Linked DNA regions of Zea mays: regions 1 and 3 are each linked to region 2. The links are chromatin contacts, called in public Hi-C maps. All regions are on one chromosome and are shown on one strand. The core of a region is the stretch at or near the end of the contact, and the rest is flanking DNA. Distances in the headings are between cores, read along the strand shown.

Evidence for each region. A called contact is a pair of places that touch in the nucleus more often than the background predicts.
Region 1: a Hi-C map of endosperm shows a contact between it and region 2, with 3 times the contacts expected there. The contact joins the promoter of sbp16 here to the promoter of LOC100272869 in region 2. A contact is called at or near these places in 3 of 25 Hi-C or Micro-C datasets (bundle sheath, ear and endosperm).
Region 3: a contact with region 2 is called in a Hi-C map of ear, with 2.5 times the contacts expected there. The contact joins the promoter of LOC100275637 here to the promoter of LOC100272869 in region 2. A contact is called at or near these places in 5 of 25 Hi-C or Micro-C datasets (bundle sheath, ear, leaf and 2 more).

What each region holds. Positions count from the first base shown.
Region 1 is chr1:193,777,254-193,780,506 of Zm-B73-REFERENCE-NAM-5.0, reverse strand. sbp16 (SBP-transcription factor16) reads right to left here and starts at 1,775. Exons shown (of 11, transcript NM_001350289.1): 1 at 1,442-1,775; 2 at 661-1,346; 3 at 226-419; 4 at 1-133. The coding sequence starts at 1,292.
Region 2 is chr1:194,118,421-194,121,790 of Zm-B73-REFERENCE-NAM-5.0, reverse strand. LOC100272869 (zn-finger, RanBP-type, containing protein) reads left to right here and starts at 2,099. Exons shown (of 11, transcript NM_001147322.1): 1 at 2,099-2,257; 2 at 2,448-2,493; 3 at 2,603-2,715; 4 at 2,846-3,116. The coding sequence starts at 2,246.
Region 3 is chr1:194,421,197-194,424,605 of Zm-B73-REFERENCE-NAM-5.0, reverse strand. LOC100275637 reads left to right here and starts at 1,253. Exons shown (of 3, transcript NM_001374080.1): 1 at 1,253-1,508; 2 at 1,623-1,757; 3 at 1,845-2,050. The coding sequence starts at 1,299. The coding sequence ends at 1,916.

The DNA.
Region 1 (3,253 bases), core at 526-3,025, 340 kb after region 2:
ACGACGACTTCTGGCGAAGGAGACTTTGCCGGAGAGGTTGCGTTGTTCAATGAATTTATTTTGCTTATAATTTCCACCAGATTCTGTTTATCTGGTATGGGAGGGATGCTAGGCACTTTACCAACGTTAGAGCCTGTCATTACAGACAACAAATTCCACTATACTGGTTAAAATCACAAAAATCCTGAAACAACATGTTGAGAATGGAGTGTTAGTAGTCAGTACCTTGCAAGCGCGCAATCACTGTAATTAGATTGACAATATCTTGTGTTCTATTTGCTGCATTTTCTTGGTTTACAGGTAGCAGCAACTGTGAAGCAACATCTGTTGGCTGGGATTTTCTTCTCCGCCGGTTGTGGCCAGCAAGCCTCCGCCGGCAGCTCCTCTTACCCTCATCAAACTCCGCGAGTGGGTGAAATCTAAACGATTGATCAGAAGAACCGGCTTATTAGTAACTAAAACTCTCATAGCCTACACTCCATCGCCGGACGAGAGCGGACACCATGAAGCCATGATAGAGAAACATGCCTCTGGCCCAGCAAGCACACACGCACACAAGCCATGTCAACCGATCAAATCACAAAAACAGACTCCTAGCACTCTAGCAGCAGCATCACAACAACGAATCTCAGTTTACTGCAGTTACTGTCATTTATTTACCTACTACACTGCTGGCAGAAGCGCTGAGCCTGGTTGCCGACGACCGCCTTGGTGGTCTTGCTGTGGGTCTCGCAGACCTTGTGCCTCCGGTGGTAATCCTTGGCGCTGGTCAGATCCGCTCGACAGTCATCCACCTGGCACATCGGGTAGCTCGCGCCTCCGTTGGCAGTCCCACCGCCGCCCGGCCCTCCCCCAGCGCCCCCCGGCGATCCAGACCGCACCCGCTTGCTCGGCCTAACGACCGGCTCCTGCCCCGCCGCAGCCGAAGCTGGCGGGGACGCCGCCGCCGCCGCCGCGGGAGCCGTCGGGCTGGCGTCCATCGGGGTCGTGGAGTCCTCCTGCAGGCCGAGCTGGAGGTTCAGCGCGCCGGCCCCCTGGCGCTGCGCCTCAGCAGCCGGCTGGGGCTGGCCACCGGCGAGGCGGAGCGCATCGGAGGACGGCCTGGCGGTGAGCGCGCGGCTGTCCCAGTCCCACAGCCTGGGGTTCCAGTTCCCAGCGCCGGCCTCCGCGGCGCCGGCCGCGGGCCACGGGTGGCCGCGCTTCTTCGCGGCGGCGGCGGCGTGGGGAGGCATCGGCTGGATCTGGTGAAGGAAGAGCGGAGGGGCCACCTGCGGCCCCACCTCCCTCTGCATCGCTCCTCAAGGTCTCCGGGCCTCCCAACTCAGCCGCGGCAACCGATCAGGGATCTGCAGATGAGGTCAACCCGATCAGCGGCGCGGCAGCAGGGTACACGAGCGGCGCCGGGGTGAAGCGAGCAGCTGAGGAGAAATATTCCAGTTACCTCTCACGCAAGTCTTCGGCGCCAGTCCACGTCACCTCGCCGCCTCCCCAGCCGTCCAGAAATAGGGCCAGAGCAGAAAATATCCCTTCCCTGCCCACCTGCGTAGTGCTGGAATCGGCGGAGGATGAAGAAGTGGGAGTGGGAGAGAGAGAGGAATGTGCTGCCCGCCCTGATGGTGTGGTGCGGCGCTGGGAGGAAGGCGTGTGTAGAGAGACTAGAGAGAGAGGCAGCGGGGAATCGAGCGGAGAGAAGGCAGCAGCGCAAAGCGGGCGAGGAAGAGGACCTCCCGCGTGGGTAAGCGTCCTGGCGCGGCGACGGACGGGGGCCTGGTGGCGTGCGCCGTGTGCGTGGACGGCCGGATGGCAGGTGCGCGTAATTAGCGACCGGGCACGGGGGCGGGCCCGGACGGGTGCGGTGGGTGGTGGTGCCGCCGGCGCCGGCCCCACCCCCACGACGGGGACGGACGGGGAGGCCGTACGGGGCGCGGGTGGTACTGTACTGGTGGGGGCGGGCAGGCCGGAGCGAGAGCGATCGCGCGTCGCGGGCACCGGGCAGTCGGGCACACGTACCACCGCCACTACCACTCGTGGTCGTACCGCTGCCCCCCACCGCGTGCAGTGCGGCTCCTCTGGTCTGGCCTGGCCTGACTGACACCCACGCAGTGGCTATGCGTGCGCGCCTGCTTTGCTCTGCTCTGCCGTACGGCTTGCCTGGCCCGGCACGGACGTGGGGCGCTGCCGCGTCAAAATGGACTGGATCTCTATCGGCGTCGTAGGACGATTCCCCTGTGCGTGCCTGCCACATGCATTATTGTACTTGGTACGTGTACTGTAACATATTTACCACATGCTTCTTTTTTTTACACTTTATTATTTTTACTACTACGCGACGCTTTGGACAATCAGCACGGAAATCAAAATATGCGTACTCGCTCTAGTTCTATTTATAAGTCATTTAGGACAATTATAGGGTATCTAAAATATAGTTTTGCCCGGTATTTTTTATCAAAATATAAATGAAAATATTTATGCTTTTAACAAAATACACTTTAAGATAAATCGATGTATGTGACTATTAAATTTTTTAAAATTAAATAACAGAACGGTCATTTATACTCAAAGTTACTCGTACGCTTTGACCAATATTGGGCCCTTGGATGTCTTACGGTTGTGGCAAGGCCCGTCATGGCCTATCTGATCCTGGATGTCCTTTAAGTAGTTTGTTGGTTGGACACGAATGTCTCAAGCGCCATTCTTATTGTTCGTTTCATTCGGCGCACGCCTAATCAAAAGCATGTGTCGAACGGTCAGAGAACCATCAATGTGTTACCTCCGCATAGAGATCTATGGTACCTCTAGACCGTGGCGCCTAAGAGACTTTTGAGGTTTATAAGACCTAGGTTGATTTACCTCACAACGGGAGTTGCTCCATGCGACCACGGTATGGACTATGGTCGGGATTTGTTGAGGCGACCGAGGTCGGGCCCAACTTGGTCGCGGAGACCAGATCAGATCGTTCGAGATGAGCGAAATCAAGACCGACATGATCGAAGTGCCCCGGTGGAGATTACTTGGTATGATCGAGGTTTTGTTGTTGGTTCTTTTATCATTAAGGACGTATTCGATTATTTACATCCCATATGAATTGGATGGGGATGCAAATAACTAGTTGAGATTTTGAGTTTTTATGGATTTAAACTTATCTAGTCCCGTCCAATCCACATATATTGACATTAAAACGAACATGCTTAAAGTGGGTGGGGGTCGATCGTTTTAAGGTACCCTTGCATCGGTAGTAACTTATTTGAAACAA
Region 2 (3,370 bases), core at 850-3,349:
TGTACTGTTCACGCTGACTTGTATTCACTTGCACGTCACTCTTGGATTTTTACCTTCTGTCAAGCCGAAGGTACAGATGTAATTTAATATCGTTAACATTTGTTCATGATTATATAATGAGAATATAAATAATCTAATGATTTTATATGATTATTCATATTCTTTGTATGTCCCATATGTTCCTGCTTTTTATTTCATATTGAGATGATGAAGGTACGTCCTTCATAACCTTCGTGTGAAGATCATTATATCCTAATGGAGATAATGCTTCGAAGGACGAAGGTCTTTAACCATTAACATCTGTGTTGCCTTGTTCTTAACTCGTAGCATTTGAGAACAAGTGACCAACAATTTTAAAACCTAAATTTAAATGCAAAATTCAAAGAACCAGCATGAAATGCAACAAAAATTTATATGAATAACTTTATTTACCTATTTAGGCTAACATTTCCAATACGCACCACACACCTTATTATTTTGGATTTGTTAAAAATCAATCCAAATCAGTTATTAATTAATTATTCTGGATTGTTTATAATCATGTGGTTTATGGAGTGAATACTCTATTTTAGTAGATATATTGAAAGTCTTTCTTTTTATTTATGTTTAAGAGAAAAATAGTTTTGAGAAGAAGAAAATCCTTATTTAAAGGTCGTTTAGTATTGCATCTTTTTGGAGAAGTTTTCACGATTTCCCGAAATAGAATTTTGAGGTGCTACAACGCCGAAGGAGAGAGGGCAATGAGGGGTTGAGACTTGAGAGAGTTGCCAGTGCAAGGATGCGGCAGTTGGGTTGTGACTAGTGGTGGGAATATGGGTCGGGCTTTTCGGGCTAGCACGAGCACGACCCGAAAACAGGAGCCCAAAGCACGACCCGACACAAAATAATATGGGCCGAGCTAGCACGACCCGAAGGCGGGCCTGGGCCGGGCCTCAAATTCTGGCCCGTCGGGTCCCCGGCACGGCCCGCATAGATGGGCCGGGCTTAGGCCGGCACGGCCCAATTAAGCCCAATCTGTTTAATTTCTTTAATTTAGTAAGATATCGACTTTATATTGTTGTTATATTTGGAGTTTATGCAGTTAAATGATGCTAAAATTGTTTAATATGTTTAATTTAGTAAGCTATGAACTTTATATGGTTGTAATATTTTGATTTTATGTGGTCAAATATACGGGCCGGGCTTGGGCCGACACGGCCCAACAAAGGCACGACGTGGTTTAGGGCCGGGCTAGGCCACTGTTTTTACACTTCGGGCCGGCACGGCATGACCCAAAAGTTATTTGGGCTTTCCTGGCCCAAACCCGTTTGACACGAAGCACGATGAGATTGAGTCAGGCTGGCCCGGCCTGGCCCAATTCCCAACACTAGTTGTGACGACTGACGAGCATGTGGGAGAGATATTGATGAGATAGGGTTTCAGCAGTAGCTACCGACCTACCGTGGGCTGGACTGAGACCAATTGGCCGAGTCAAGAAAAAAGTGAAGCAAGTCGATGGTCCAAAGTAATTCAGAAATTGATCGTCCACGTTCTAATCGTCCGATTAATCATGACTAATTGATGATTAGTCAGATGATCAACTTTCTAATCGCTATGATCGCGTCGATGAGAAGGATCGATCGGGTATGCGGTTCCGATCACCCGATTAATCGTCGATTAATTGCTATTTATCGGACGATTAGAAAACATGGCTCCCCACAATACTTAGATTCTAAAAACACGAGAGTATGTTCGTTTCCTTCTCAATCCTTGTGGATTAAACAGAATTAAGAGTGTTTTAATCCTTAATAAATTAATTTTTTTCTTTAATTTTTTCAATTCTGTTTAATCCATATGGAACCATTATTTAATTCTCGGGTATCTAGTTTAACTATGAACTGTACTGGGCGAGAACGTCTTTGCTCGCGAGTTTGCAAGGGCCCACGTATCAGATTGGGCCTAAAGTTCTCCTCGTCTGGGCCGGCCTCGTCGTCCGAGTCGAGGAGTTGTCGTCGTCAGGTACATCGCTGACGCGGACGGCTGAGGCAAATCAAAATGCGATGTCACTGTTGTGCACATCTGAGTTTGAAGGCCAATTCACAACAAAACCCTAGCTACTGCTTCGTCTGCCGAATTCCCCCTCCGCTCGCTTCGCACGCCGCCCGTCGCCGCGGCGGCGTCTGCGATTGTCCCTCCCGCTGCAAGGAGCACATGCTTCTCGCCGCGCCGTTAGCCCGCCGCCGCCACCACCGGTTCACCTTCAGCTATGTCTTCTCAGGTACCGCTCCCATCTCCTCGTTCTCCTCGATTCCGCCGGTCGATTAGGGTTCGAGTCGGTGTCGCCGCACATCAGTCGCGCTGAAAGATTGTTAGCTTTGTCATCTGAGCTCCCCGCGCTGTGCTCACCGATTCCCCTCTGGATCTCGCCCATCCAGCGAGGTCTCACGAATTAGTGCATGGGTTTGCAGGTCGACAGGCGCAGCCAGTCCGCCGGGAAGCGCGCCCGCACCGACGGTAGGTCGCTCTGGCTCCGCCGCTAAGTTGTCTCTTGTCGCACCCTACGTATCTAAGCTGCATCTGAGTGGATTTCCCATTGGTGGGGGACAATAAACGGTGTTCTCAGGCAGCCGGCGTGAGGACGACTGGGTTTGCCCCAGCTGCAAGAACGTCAACTTCGCCTTCCGCACCACTTGCAACATGCGCAGCTGCAACCAGTCCAGGCCAGCAGATCACACGGTACATAATGGTTTTGCCTCACTTTATTCTTGCTGTAGATTGTTTGCTTGTCGCTTTCATGGAGCGTGTCTGTGGGTACTTTTGCTTGCCCGCTTGCATTTATGTCGTGCTGCTGTTGCTTGCCATTCAGAAGGCCATGCAAACCCCGCCTCACTATCCCACGTCAGGGGGTTACATGGGCCCTGGGACGCCACCATCGATGTACCTTGGTGGGGGCGCTCCCCCATATGGATCCTCAATGTTTAATGGGCCTGCGGTGACACGCTATGGTATTCCGCAATTTCCTGGGGGTTCTGCGTATTCATATGGATATGGTGGTCCCATACCAATGGGGAGCCCCTACGGGCCAATGCAAATTGCTGGGCCAACTCCATACTCTGGTGGAACTATGATGACAGCAGGTAACAGGGCTTCTCTCTATGATAGGCATGCCTTATTTTGTTATTGCCCTTGCATTAATTAATCTAGCTATTGAATTAATGCAAATCTGATGCTTTCAATAATTTATTCCATGCAAATCATAGTATGTTAAACAATTAGTTTTGCAGAATATGAGAATGTAATTTCTTTTCACTCGATCTTCATTTCCACAAATGTGGGCAATAAATAATACCCTTTGCAGTACCCTTGTGTTCTGCCATGTGTTTTCTAAACC
Region 3 (3,409 bases), core at 4-2,503, 300 kb before region 2:
CGACACACTTCAGTGAATACCAAACAACATGATATAATATCTATAAAATGATATTAAAAGACGCAACAGTTTCTAGGCTATACCGATATGTGAGGTGTCACAAGGTCTAGGCCCACCAGAAGGGCAGTCCGGTAGTGGATCTAGGGGCCCTTATCAGCACCTAGGGGAAGGCATACCCTCGAGGCCATGACCGTTGTCAGGACTTGCATAAGGATCCTCTTGAGAAGATCTACAGACCATAAAAAGAATACCAAATTGGACCTAGCGATCCCATATGCCTCGGGAACACTCCAAGGCCCCTCACATCTAGGGACGTCTAAAAGGCAACCCTTAGGACCACTCACATCGTGGAGGGCTCCTCACGACCCAAGGAATCTAACAGGTAGACCTCTGTGGCCCCCTCTGGCCTTGAGATCTGAGACGGAAAAAATTTCGCGCCCATGCCCTAGGGCATATGACAAACACAACCATCAAGGGCCCTCGCCTCCGAGGGCACCTAGTATATAATCATCGGGCCCTCACCCCCGGAACACAATTCTAAACTCTAATTCAGTGACATCCAAACAATAGAATTGAAATTACATCTCATTTCAATGACATGCCTGATTTGGTATTCAACTCAATTCAATTCCATCCACTCCAATATTGGCATCTAAATGGAGCATTAGGGACATTTGATACCTTAGTGTCATTGCCATGACATCATCGTATCCTTCCTAAAGGCGTAGATTTAGAGATACTGCATTGCTCTTATTTATGTTGAGGACAAGTCTGCCATCGCTAGTCTCTAAGCAGATGAAGGGGTCGAAGGTTGTTGCAAAGAAAGGACGAATCAAGTTTGAAGAAGGGCCGGGGTAGGCGAAGTTTTAAAACTTATTAGGCGTTATTTGGTTGAAAAGGCTGCTTAAAGTTATGGGGTGTGAATTATAGGCTGTGTGAAAGCTAAAAGGCATCGCAGATAAAAACAGATGTAAAGGTGATTCGAGAAAATTAGCTAAAAAGCAAATTTCAGATGTGACTTTGAATTGAACTCAGCACCTTTCGTTTGCTTTTGAAGTGATCCGCTGGAAGTTTGGGCCCGTTGCGTTTGCCCAGGGCCCAGGACCACGTTGACCGTGCAATGGATGCGGGAGAACGAGTGCCAGCAGCAGGTGGATTCGCGTGGGGCCATGGCGTCAGAGAGCGTTAGGCTTACTTCCACTCCACTCGCTGTCGCTGGGTTTATTATCCACGAAAGGAGAAGGAGCGGTGGAGAAGAGGAGAAGGTACCGCAGCCGCACAGGCACAGCTCCTGCGGCATGGCGCAGTGGAGCAGCGTGGCCGCGAGCCTGGACCGGTGGATTGGGCTTGGGCTTGGGCCATGCCGCTGCGGCTCACCGCCGGCACCGTCCCGGGCGGCGATGCCACGGCGCGGGCGTGCGAGGAGGAACGGCGGCAAGGTCGTCGGATGCGCGTCCGTCCCGCGGGAGCAGGCCGAGCTGCCGCCGCTTGCCGTCGACGGCACCGAGGTCAGTCATCGGTCTCAGCACCGTATTACGTACCTCAGAAAGCAAGGCCGGGCGCGGCAAAGCTGATGCTGCCGCATGCGTCTCTTGCCTTGCCGTGAATCGATTTGTCCCAAGGAAGAAGGCGTAGGCGGGTGCGGAGCGTGCGGCGGCGCGGGGTGGGTGCTCTGCGACTTCTGCCAGGGCAAGAAGAACAACGTCAAGTCGGAGACCGGCAGCCGGGTGTACCGCCGCTGCCCCACCTGCAAGGCTGTCAGTAACAAAGACTATTTCTTCGCCTCCACTCCATCTCTTCTTCTGAATTCTGATGGTGTTACATGTGTACATGCATGCATGCAGGCGGGCTTCATCCTGTGCCCAAGATGCAGGGTGTACAAGTGCGTCACCTTCCCAGAGAGCACTGAATCGTGAGCGTGTCATGGTGGTCGCACGTGTTTGTTCCAAATCCATGTATGAGTCTGCAGAAGAGATCTGTGTGAATTACTACTATTATCTTCTGAAGATATTTAAAGGAGAATTATTATATTCTGACCGTGTTTACAGTAGAACACCTGTCTGTGCACGTATACAGTTTTAATTTCACACGCAGAGATGCTCGCTCTTCCTTCAGACATGCTTGGTGCCTGTTTGTTTCGGCTTCTAGCAGCTTCTGGCCACCAAAAGCTGCTGCGGACTGACAAACGCTCAGCTTTTCAGTCAGCTTCTATACAATTCATTAGGGCAAAAACCATCCAAAATCAACATAAACACGTAATCGGTTGAGTCGTTGTAATAGTAGGAATCCGTCACTTTCTAGATCCTGAGCCCTATAAACAACTTTATCTTCCTCCACACGTAATCGTAATGATACTCAGATTCTCCCCACAGCCAGATTTTCAGAAAAGCTCGTCAGATTTCCGTCAACGCGTTTCGATCGCCTGACAGAAAAAGAAAATGGACGATGCTTGAATGGGCCTACTCAGCTACACTGGTACGGCATCGGGACTGGATCCCTTTTGTGGTGCTTCGAGATGGGCTTCGAGATGGGCCGGCCTGTTCTAGTTCGCGTCGTCGTCCGGCTCGGTGTGTGTGTGTAATTTTTACCGCGCGCAGAACATCAGCTACGGCGATGGGTAAGTGGGTAACGAGCAGTACTGCAGTACCGACCGAGGTACGGGAAGTACCTAAAAAACACAGTATGTACTGAAGAAAGCGGGAACATAAACGGATGGCGTTGCATCTGGACACGTCGGGCACCACCACGTACAAGAGTTTAAAGAGATAATCTATAATTCTTTCTCTTGTAGCTAATAGATTGATGGAGATAAAAAGGTGAGGACGAATATAAACTCAAGTATCAACGGAGTGCTACGACTCTTTCTTTTCTCACTTCAGTTCCGGCGAGAGTTCAATTCTAATGATCTATTTTGGAAGAAGCCATAGTAGGTTCTGGTTCTCACGGTATGGAGCCTTGAGAGTGGTGTTTGGTTCGCCAACATGTAACGCAAATTGATTTAATGGATACCAATATTTTTGTTTGGTTGAGCTCTTTCTAGTACGTAGTTGCTGGGTATCGTAATTATGGGTACCTAGATCACGCCTCTAATCACGCTTAATCTAGGGCAACCGTCAGACACTTTTCCCAAGGTCAAGGGAGTATGAACCACGATTCGTTCAAGACCCCATTCGGCAGTCGCTCAAAGCTCCGCCTCGCCCAAGCCTCTCCTCGGACGTTCTCGTCCTGCCCGAGGTCCCCGCTCTATGAAACCACCGTTTCCGTCTCGCCTGAGCCCGTCTCAAAAGTTTGTTACAACCCCGTAGGGGACAGCCCCACGCTTTGTCGTACGTGCGTCTCATCTGAAGTTGGCAGACGACACTGAGGAACATTAGTCGTTATTCCTGGACACATGTCATCTTAGTTGGTG